Regions from separate parts of the Hordeum vulgare genome. Here region 2 is linked to region 1. Evidence: chromatin contacts called from public Hi-C data. All regions are on one chromosome and are shown on one strand. Each heading gives the region's core, a stretch centred on a gene start, on an enhancer-like site or on the middle of the called end of the contact. The rest is flanking DNA. Distances are from core to core; before and after follow the strand shown.

Region 1 (5,534 bases), core at 692-3,191:
GATCGGAGGAGGTTTGGCCGTCGCCGTCGTAGCCGGCGGCAGAGGAATACGGCTACAGGCGACGTACCACGGCGGCCACGTCAGCTTCCGACGAGTGCTCCAGAGCGGCCAGTAGCCGGCCACCAACCACCCCTGCATCGAGGTGACCATCGCGACCTCTTTGCCACCACGAGCGCAAGGTGTTCGACACTTTGCCCGCAAAGGTATGGACAGTGGTGATGAGTTTTTCTTTCACCATTTCATTTATTCATCGGACGATTCGCCGTCCGATGATGAAGATATTGTGGTGGATGCAGTGATGGTTCACGACCACATTCAACGGCAGCTTCCTCGGTATAGGGGGTCACTCCTTGGCCGTGCTCCGAACCTGAACCGCAACAGGGAGAGAGGCCAGGCCCTGCTCTATGCCGATTACTTTGTGAACACACCGCTCTTCAAGTCGGATAAATTCCGTCGCCGTTTTCGTATGACAAGACATGTGTTCAATCGTATCCGAGAGGGAGTGGTTGCTCATGACCCATACTTCCAGTGCAAGACGGATGCACTTGGCAAGCTAGGATTCTCCTCTTACCAGAAATGCATCGCGGCCATCTGCATGCTTGTATATGGAATTCCAAGCGATCTGGTGGATGAGTATGTGCGTATGAGTGAGACAACATGTCTGATGTCAATGTACAAGTTCTGCCAGGCTGTGATCGAGGTGTTTGGCCATGAGTACTTGAGGCAGCCAACTGCTGCTGATACAGAGAGATTGTTGGCAACCAACGCAGCTAGAGGGTTTCCAGGCATGCTTGGCAACATAGGTTGTATGCACTGGGAGTGCAAGAACTGTCCATTTGCTTGGCACGGCCAGTACAAGGGGCATGTCAAAGCGTGCACTGTCATATTAGATGTGGTAGCTTCGCAGGATCTTTGGATATGGCATTCTTTCTTCGGCATGGCATGTTCTCACAATGATATCAACGTGCTGCAGCGTTCTCCAGTCTTCGCAAGGCTTGCAGAAGGCCACTCCCCCCTGTCAACTATGAGATCAACGGCCACCAGTACAACAAGGGATACTATCTAGCTGATGGTATATATCCTCAGTGGTCAACTTTTGTGAAAACAATCTCGGACCCCAAGATGAGAAGAGAAAGAAATTTACCCAAATGCAATAGAGTGCTAGAAAGTATGTGGAACGCGCTTTTGGTGTACTTCAATCCCGATGGGGTATCTTTCGAAACGCTGCACTGTCATGGGATGAAAGGAAGCTTTGGAAGGTGATGACTGCTTGTGTGGTCATGCACAACATGATCGTCGAGGACGAGCGTGATGACAGTATCTTTGACCAAGGATTTGATTATGAAGGTGAAAATGTTGAGCCCCTCCACCAAGAACCGGCCACGTTTCAACAATTTGTCCAGTTTCATCGTCGAGGACGAGGCATAAATGGTTGATCTGCAAACTTGTTTTGATACAAAAATATAGGCATTTTAAGCGCTGACGGACACGATGGGGCAAAAGGATGAGGCCGCGCGTTGCGCACGGCCACCACATCCCAGAACAGGCCCGGACACAACCCCATCGTCCTACCCAAACGGACAGAATCCGGACAAAACGGACGCGGTGGAGTTGAGCTAAGGGCATGAGTAGTAGGAACTTGAAAAGGGTGGAAGAAAAAGACAGCGGCGGGGATGCGACCGACTCCGTTGTCGCCTTGCCCGCGTGACCGAGCCAGCCGGGTTCGTTCCTTGGACGCATCGCACACGGCCGACCGCCCCTCTTCTTGGACTTTCGAACCCAACAAAGCGCCATTTAAGCGCACGCCAGCGACCCTGTCTGTTGTCCCCATTCGTCCGGTTGATGGCAACGGCCAAAAACCGCGGGGAAGACGACGGGGTGAGGTGAGGTGCTCCGGTGGCTCCTGCCTGCGCAAACAAACGCCAACGTTTGTCTTGAGGTTGGGGTTGGGGTTGGATGGACTTGTGGTGCCGCATGGCGTGGCTGTGTGGTTAGCTACTGGCGTGACGGGACCCGATGGGCGGCGGTCTGTTCCCGCTTGCCACCATGCGCTTGGCCTGCGATTATTTCCTTTCTTTACACGAACACATCTGTTTTGTTTGGATATAGAACGGTTGGACGTCGTCCGGTCTGTTCTGTTTTGTGGATTGCGTTCAACACGTGGACGCATCTCATCCGCCACGGAGAGAAATTCGGCTAGAGATGGCACCGACCAAGGAACGCTTTTCAGGTTCCATCAACCACATGGATGGAAAACCATGGACTCTTAACTCTACGCAGCCTCACTTTGTCAGCAGGCGAGGCTGAATTCCCACACCTGCCCTGTCTGCTTCCGTGAAGGCAAAGGCCAACGCGTGACACAAGTCAAACGCGTGATCAAAGCGACACATTCAGAACTCAATAGCTAGCAATACTATATATACATACATACATGAAGCCCTAATGCACTAGACTAACACGACGATTCCATAATGTGCGGCATATACTCCATCCGTTCCTAAATATAAGTCTTTTTAGAGATTTCACTAGAGGGCTACATACGAAGCAAAATGAATGAATCTATACTCTAAAGCATGTCTATATACATCCGTATGTAGTCCTTTTAGTGAAACCTCTTAAAAGACTTATATTTAGGAACGAAGGGAGTAGAACATAATACTAGTAGTAATTTAAACAAGGAGCGATGCTACGCTAAGGCCTTTTTTGGCATAAGTGGTTTTCAAGCCCGTGGGGATTCTAGGGGATTTGGTGAATCCCTCTCTTCCACAAACCCTGTCCGCCAAATGAACATGCAGGGAATCGTGGGGTTTCTGACCCACTCGGGGATAATCCCCTAGAAACCTCCCCAAACCCTGCGCACCAAACAAGGTCTAAGGGGTTTTCTAGGAGGTAATTACATGTTCCGAGACTTTCAGTTTTGCAAGGCAGCAGGCAGAGCACAAAAAAAGGATCCCTCCTGCTTCTCACCATCCAAAACTCGAGAGTCGGTATTGCATTGGCGTTGGTGGTCTGCTGAAATCATCATGACGGTGACCAAAAGACCGACCGGTTAAGCCATGTCAAGGTTGAAACTAGCTAGGTACCGTACGGGGACTTCATCCTTCGGCCCAGATGAGCTTGAAGATGTTCTTGCTGGCCCCCGCATTGACCATGCCGCTCTTCTTCTTCAGCATCTCCTCCTGGGCGCGCCTATCGCCATCCTTCAAAGTTACAAGGATAAGCTTTCACTTCTAAAGAGATGGTGTAAATTATTCTGTGTGAGACGTTAATTGTACGAGGAGCAGCCGATGACATGGGACATGCATTGCTCACATTTGGTCGGAATTCCAAGTATGATCCTGTGCTTCACATGAAAAGAACATTGTATAAGTTGAAAGGAAAAGACGACTCACAAGCATGGTGTATGCTCTAGCAAGTGAGAGGAGAGTGGGGTAGAGACTCGTCACGGCAAGAGCAGCTTCTTCAGTCACTTGTGGCACCTGATTTACATGCACAACAAATGAGCAAATTACGGCATGAAATGGACTACCCGCCAAACTTTGGTGAAGGTGCCCAGTTACCTGCATAAGCTGGAGGGTGAATATATCGCTCACAGTGACCTTCTTAAGATCAGAACACCTCTTCACAAACTCGACGTAGGTCAGGCAAAGTCGAGAGGTGCCAGCACCAGCAGAGAAGTTTCTGCTGTAGTAATCAATTATAGAGCCCGTGAGGTGGCCGTACTTCTTTTCAGTGTCAGCATACCCAGTGGTTCTCTGGACATCAAATCCTTCAAGAACCTCAGTAGTGAAGCAGCTGAAATAAAAGGCATATATATGAAGGAGTTAACAGGGCATACGGCTGAAGTTCAAAGCATTGGGAACAATATTAATATTACTATTAAACAACGAGAAAAAAGTACTGCCATTCAGGGGCTAGCATGATCATCCAAGCTTCATGAGAAGAGTACATACGCTGTTTTAACGCTCTCTGATCCATCGACAGTGTTTGGATCCCCTTCAACTAGATATATAAGCTTCCTTAGCCCGCATTTCTGCAAAGGGTCAAACAAATGGAAGTATCACATTGTATTGTTGATAAAATAACAAATACTGCTAGGATAACCTACAGGCTCAAGCTTATGGACAAGAAATACAGTTTCTTTGGGAAGAGCTGCACAATCTACAGGTTAAAGCTTATATCTGCTAAAAACATCGTCCTTCATCATCTCATACCCAAATATGGGCTATAATTTTGAATTAATGATAACGAAGAATAAGAAAAGGCTCCTCAGCTAAGATTAGAATCAAGCAACATCAAATCACAGGGGATAAGCATGCGGGCATAAAACATGGCTGGTCAAAAGACACACTCAGCACGCTGTAGTGAAACATTCCCCGTCGTACTCAGCATGTCTGGAACCCAATTGAAATCTAAAATAAACAAGATATCCGATACAACTTACACAAAGTTCTTCATCTAAAAAAAGCACATATATCCTGACGCGCTGCTGCTCTTCATAAAAAAAGTACTCCCTCCGTCACATAGTGTAAGACGTTTTTGCAATGGGATGGAGGGAGTAGTTCTTTATCTAACTGTTTAGAGATGCCTCCATACCTGTCCCGCCAAACAGGCTAATGACTATGCCCATCAACTTATTTGCAACATGAACAAAACAATCAAGACAATGTTTTGTGTTGCCACAACTACTGATCAGGATTAACGCAAGAAACAAATGATAATCTATGATACAAAATTTCTTACCACTATCACTGAGAAATTGAAAGCATAAGGAAGAATGGGAAAGTTAAGATGGGCGGTTTATAATATTATGACAAAAGTCAAAGCTAGTTCAGATGGTACCTTCAGTCTTAATTTTTGATCTTTGTATCTGTTGTCTTTAATTGAGCCAAGTAAATCATCCACATTTTTTCTTTCAACAATGAAATCAAGAACATACTCCATGCCACATTTTTTATGGCGAGCAATCCAAAGAGCATCTCCAACAGGCAAGTGTTTAATCTGGATGACATGGTTCGAACAGAAGGATCAACACCATCTTCTCTGGCACGTTATATGATCAGTTTACGCAAAGCAACTTTGTTAGATTGTTTTATGCTGTCTCCTTGCACAAGCAAGAAACAAGTGCAGTCAGCAATCATCAAGACAGTGTGGCAGCAACCAAACATATCAGATAATTAAACCAAAAAAATCAAAAAAAGATAATTAATCCAGCAGTACAGGGCATTTAATTTAGTGCCATGTTGATGCATAGTCATGACTTTTAGCAGTGTATTTTGGTGAATTAGATACAAGAAGAAAAGAAAGGGCAAGTAGGGTTAAACAAAGAAGAGTTCACTCTCAATTCAACTAACCTCTACAGGTACATCAAACTGCGTGTGTATGTTATCAACAACTTTTCTTCTGGCACGGGGCCTGCACAAAACGGAAGAAATCATGAGAGAACTGAAATCTGATGCATAGATGGATGATTAAATAGAACGTGATAAACTATTGGGTGCAACAATAATCAATTTGTTTCCTTGAAAAATAAT
Region 2 (5,382 bases), core at 2,476-4,975, 200 kb before region 1:
CTCCGACGTGTGAGGACACTTTGCCTACTCTGACGCGTCACAGGAGTCCGCCTCCTCCTTCGCCTCGTCGGCAACGTCGGAAGACAAACGCCACCGCTCCGGCTCCTCCGGCGCGTCAGAGTAGTCCGCCTCCTTCTCTCAAGCGGAATAGAGACGCCTCCTTCTCTCTGGCGGCTAGCAGTACAAGCAGAGGCGGGAGGCAATTCAGATACGGTCCATCTCTCAAGCCTATGGAAAAGTTACCATATGAGAGGACCAAGAAGGAAAACGAGGACATATGTCGTGCCGAATTGAGGGCCCATTTTGCAAAGAAAACTCCACCTCCGGAGGAGAAGCTAGATCCGGTGAAAGTGGAGCGCACTATCAATCAAGTGAAGCGACCACCATCGCCTCAGACGGATTCCAACTATCACTTCATTTTTCAAAAGACATATGCACAAGCGCGGCGTTCGGGAACTACTTCTAGTGATGCAAGATACTTAACAGAACGAAGAAGTGGGAAAACAATTCCCCAGCTCGGCCAACAGGAGAAGCAATCGTGCCCCCCGCTGAAGGTGTCTAGCGTATCGTCGTCGCTAATCATCCGGGAATGGTGCCCGGTACCAATCCTGATGATTACTTGGGGGAAGATGTAATTTTTGAAATGGCTGAGGTAACAAAAGAATAATTTAAATACGTGCACGGGAAGCCTCTCGTCAAACCTGGTCATCCTCCTCTAACAACGATGATGCACAAATTGCATGAGTGGTACATGAAAACATGCAGGGAGTCTGGGAAAGACGCTATGTATGTGGCAGTGAAACCAGAGCACGAATTCATTAGACTTCCTGTGATTCCTATTCAATTTGAGGAGTTATTTCAGTTATACTATCAACTGGCCCTCGACAAACAACTCATGACTTCCTACTGTATGTAAGTATTACTTCTGTAATTAAGTCTCTATCTCAGCTCATTCATTGCATCTATATATAATTATCCTCCCTATATATATTATGCAGATTGAAGATCGTTGAATTAAAAAAAGCATGAATCTTCGACATTGGGTTCATTAGCTCAGATGTCGTAAATGAATTGACGGTAGGAAACTCAATCAAAGAGACCGAGGAGAACTTGCTAAACTCGTTCCTTATACATCAAAACAAAAGAGAAATAACCTTTCCTTACAACATCAAGTAAGTGTTGTTGTCTTCTCTGTATACTCGGTTTCGCTTACTCGAGGTTAATTAATGTAATTGATGAGTTATATATGCTTGCGCATATACCACTTTATTCTGCTATCCATTGACGTTGGCAGTGCATTAATAACTTAGACTCGATACGTAAAGCCGAAGAGAATTATGCGGACATGACTCCAATGCTCAAGAAGTAAGTTCAGTCAATACGGGGACCATATCGGCATGCAACTTCGTTAATTTTCTGATATCAAGTAATCATTTTCTTTGGGTCGTAGGGGTTGGAAGAAGTTCGCCAATAAGGTTTCCGGTCTAAACAAAGAGTTGCGATTTACGCATCCCAAAGTAAGTAGTAGTAGCTAGTTCCGCGTATCTCTAATTGATTCAAATTTTCATCAATATATCATTAACATGCTTGCTTATCAGTTTGATTGAACTCTATTCTCGTAAAGTGTATGTACCAGAAAGAAGAGATTGTTTCATGTGGATACTATGTATGCGAGTTCATTCGCCACTCGACCTCTGAACATGGCTTGTCTAAGGAACTATTTGAAGTACGTAAATAATATTCACAATTTTACTTTATATATTACCATCAATTGTGTTGAGTTTTATTCATATATATGCATGTATTGACCCCCTTCTTTAAATTAGATCTGACAGATGCGGGATGAACTCCTACCATACGGTCGAATACGAGCAATTCAAGAGAAATTGACGGGATTCTTTCTTGAGCACGCCATACCTAAAGACGGAGAATATCATGTGGATTATTTGTGATTGGATCTTAATTAGATAATGTTAGGGATTGTAAAACATGTTATATTGCATATATGTAGTAGCGTGAGATATATTTATGAAAACTTTTGGTTCGACCAAGCACGAAGAAATCCCGTAAATTAACCCTCCAAAACCCCGCACCCCCTCCCCCCCAAAAAAAAACCTAGCTCTGCGAGATGTTGACCCGTGGATGTCTCGTGTGTGGACTCCCCGCAGCGGCCACATGGAGACCCTTCTGTCCCGGTTGGTAAGCGAACCGGGACTAAAGTTTTGAGATTTAGTCCCGATCCTTTAGACCCGGTTTCTAAACCGGGGCTAATGGACATCTGAAACCGGAACTAATGGGCATTTTTCTACTAGTGCAGGAAACCCCTAATGTTTTCCAAAATCAACACATAGTCATGTTTTATCTGAATAAGAACAATGTTTCACCTTTTCATAACACCTCCCTCCCAATCTTTCGGTCGATTAACACACACGAAACTCTGTTGTAAGTGAGTCGAGAAAATACACCGCTTTTCATAGAAACCCCTAATACTTTATTTAACAAATGCGGAATCCAACAGTAAAAAACATTATTTTGTGGAGAGGTCAGATTTTAGTGGTTTTTACTCGACACAGCGGGCCCATATGAGGCCACAAACTAGTGCTCCTTTTTCTCTAGTCATCATTTCCATCGTGAAATGAGACCTACGCTCTAGTGCGAAAATGTAGCACATTGCGGTGTGTTAACGACCGCTCACAAGCACTCACGAGCTTAATGAACTTCAAATGAACAGAGCTGAGGAACGTTCTCTGCTTCTTAATCTTAACAAGCTTAACATGGCAAGCCTTAACAAGTACTCCCTCCGTTCCTAAGGTGGTGTTTCTTTTTCAGGGTCTAGACATATTTTTAGTCCCAGAGACTAAAGAAAAAAGTCCCTTCAATAAAGTCTTTTTGTAATCTCTTAAGAAAAAGTCCCTCCTGTTTTTCTTTACCTAGGCACTAACAGAGACTTTTTAGTCTAGTCCGTGGACAAAGAAACACCACCTAAATATAAGTCTTTTTTAGAGGTTTCACTAGGAAACTACATATGGATGTATATAAATATACTTTAAAAGGTAGATTCACTCACTTTGTTCTGTATGTAGTCTCTAAAATGATTTATATTTAGAAACGGAGGGAGTACTATGATCTTTACCAGCCGAGCTGCTTGTTAATCCACCCAGATCTGCACCCGCCCTGCCGAGCAAAGAAACACCTCATGACCAGACTCCGCAGCGGGCACGGAGAAGAGGGAAAGGGCCCATGGCGCCGGGCGGGACCCGAGCGGCGCCCGCAAGCGACACAAGCACAAGAGGAAACGTCCGTCCGCCCCGCTTGTCGTCTCGTCTTTTAATAGCAGGCGGTGAGTGCGGGTGGGTGGCGCCACCGGCACCGGTCACCTTAACTCGCTCGCTGGGCCGCACCGTCGGCGTTCCTTCCCTCCTTCTTCCGTCTACTCTGTGTCATGTCGTATGTCCACCGTAGCGCGTCTGAAGGTGGTGACCGCCTGTTGTGCTTTGAACAAATGGATCGTTGATCCTGTTTTACCCCCCGTCAAACAAAACATGGTTTGCTCTTTCACACCCATTTTCTGCATCGCAGCAAGGGGTAGCCGACGAGGACGAACGGCTCCAGTGTCCACCCCGTATCCCGCATAAAAAATTCACCTAGCGCCTTGCCGGTGACGTGCGGCATGCACTTTCCCCCACACAGCACACCCACACCATTGTCTGCTCCGGAGTAATGTAAAATTTCGGAGGCTAGCGAGCGGGTCCTGTCTAGCCTAGATTTTCAAAGGCCGCGGCGCCCACGAGGAGAGGACGAGGCTGCGTTTTGTTTTGTTGCGGCGTGGTCGTCGCGTTGCGGGAAGCCGGACACGCGCGCCCGCCTTAAAATTATTCCACCTTCCCTGCACTTGGCGACAAGCGTCGTGCAGAATCTACTGGCTAATGCAGATGCAGAGAGGGTGCGCCAAAATCTACCGCGGTGCTGGTGCTACTAGAAACTCTCTCCCTCGCTCAGACTAGAACTAATGCGGATCCATATAAAAAAAAGAACTAGTTCAAACGAGGCGGTACGAGGCACCCGAGCCCGCATGCACCAATTAGATCAAAAACCATGACAACGGAAACGGATGGAACGACGGACGCTGGCGCCCGTGTCAAGTTTGTTTTGTTAAAACAACTCCAATGAGACAACCATTTTCGTCCCTCACCGTTCGTTTGAAGCCGCCCGGAAAAATCCGGACTGTTCAACGCACCGATCCATTGTCATAATGCGTCTCTATCGATTCATTTTCGGTTCAAATTTGAGATTGAAATGCGTTGACGCAGACGCGCGCGTCCTCTTTCGGTGTCCGTTCCAACCATCCATGGTCAACATTACTAATGACGGCCGCCCTCCTCAGACCCACGCGTCAACGGCCGCATTCGGCCTTTTTTCATCCGTCCGTGCGGTGGGTTCTGCCATATCTACTTCTAGAACCCACCCGTCCTCATCTCGTCACATCATCGGCTACCAAAACCTACCACCATGGTCGGCTCCTTCCCATACAAGGGCAAGGCCCTGCTCTACCCCCGCTCCATCTCCCCGCCGGCCTCGCCAGCGTGTGAACGTCCCAGTGCACCAAGCGCGGTGGCACTCGGAGCACCGCGTGGCGCTGCCTTACCCCGACGTCACCCTCCCGCACCCCTCGCATCTGGATCCGGAGAGGATCCCGGTGCCGGCCGTACCGCGGTCGACGTGGGTGCACGCGGAGGAGGTGAGCCATCGCCGGCGTCTGCTGACGCCGGAGCTGCAGCAAAACTCTGCATATGCGGCCGATTACACCATCTCGGAGGTCTGGTTCGCGATTGAGCACGAGGAGCAGAGCCGACATGGCGTGCGCGACGTGCAGCTAGGAGGCCCTCCGCCGCCCCCGCCTGTCGTCAGCGATGAAGACCAGGAGGCTGAGGGCGCGTACCAAGCGACGCTGGCAACTGTGCTCCGCGAGAGCGAGGAGGAAGAGCGGTGCAAGGCCCACGATGAAGCGGCGTACCAGCAGCATCTCGCGGAGGCCATCGCGTTGTCTGCCGTCGGCGACTGCGTCGTGCCACCTCCGCTGAAGCTCGAGCCCACAGAGCCACAGGAGATCTACCAGTGGACCGGCTCCGTCCGCGATTTTGTCAGTGTGCCGCCCATCTGGCTGGGCGCGACACCACAGCAGGAGCAAGCCTACCTCGAGCACTTGAAGACGGAGCACCTGCGGGCGGAGCGCGCCGAAGGCCTTCGGCTGATAGAGCTGGAGAAGAAGGCAGAGGAAGAACGACGGGAGATGGAGGAGGAGGAGCGTGCCCGTGTTGCTGTGCTGCCAACGCCACCAGCACAGCCCGCGCCAGCGGGACAGACGACGGAGGCACACACAGC

The links. A called contact is a pair of places that touch in the nucleus more often than the background predicts.
Region 2: a contact with region 1 is called in a Hi-C map of leaf, with 2.4 times the contacts expected there. The contact joins two enhancer-like sites. A contact is called at or near these places in 4 of 6 Hi-C or Micro-C datasets (leaf and seedling).

What each region holds. Positions count from the first base shown.
Region 1 is chr3H:595,054,133-595,059,666 of MorexV3_pseudomolecules_assembly, reverse strand. LOC123445478 (crossover junction endonuclease MUS81-like) reads right to left here. Exons shown (of 14, transcript XM_045122464.1): 10 at 5,355-5,415; 11 at 3,954-4,033; 12 at 3,561-3,795; 13 at 3,313-3,479; 14 at 2,669-3,200. The coding sequence ends at 3,167. Among protein-coding and RNA genes, the nearest start is that of LOC123445478, 7.0 kb to the right of the region's middle. Within about 2 kb of position 1,941, at least 3 of the 3 cell types and tissues checked have open chromatin away from gene starts, as enhancers often do. A contact at or near this core is called in leaf and seedling, where this site is marked.
Region 2 is chr3H:595,255,109-595,260,490 of MorexV3_pseudomolecules_assembly, reverse strand. No RefSeq gene overlaps it. Among protein-coding and RNA genes, the nearest start is that of LOC123445479, 12 kb to the right of the region's middle. Within about 2 kb of position 3,725, at least 3 of the 3 cell types and tissues checked have open chromatin away from gene starts, as enhancers often do. A contact at or near this core is called in leaf and seedling, where this site is marked.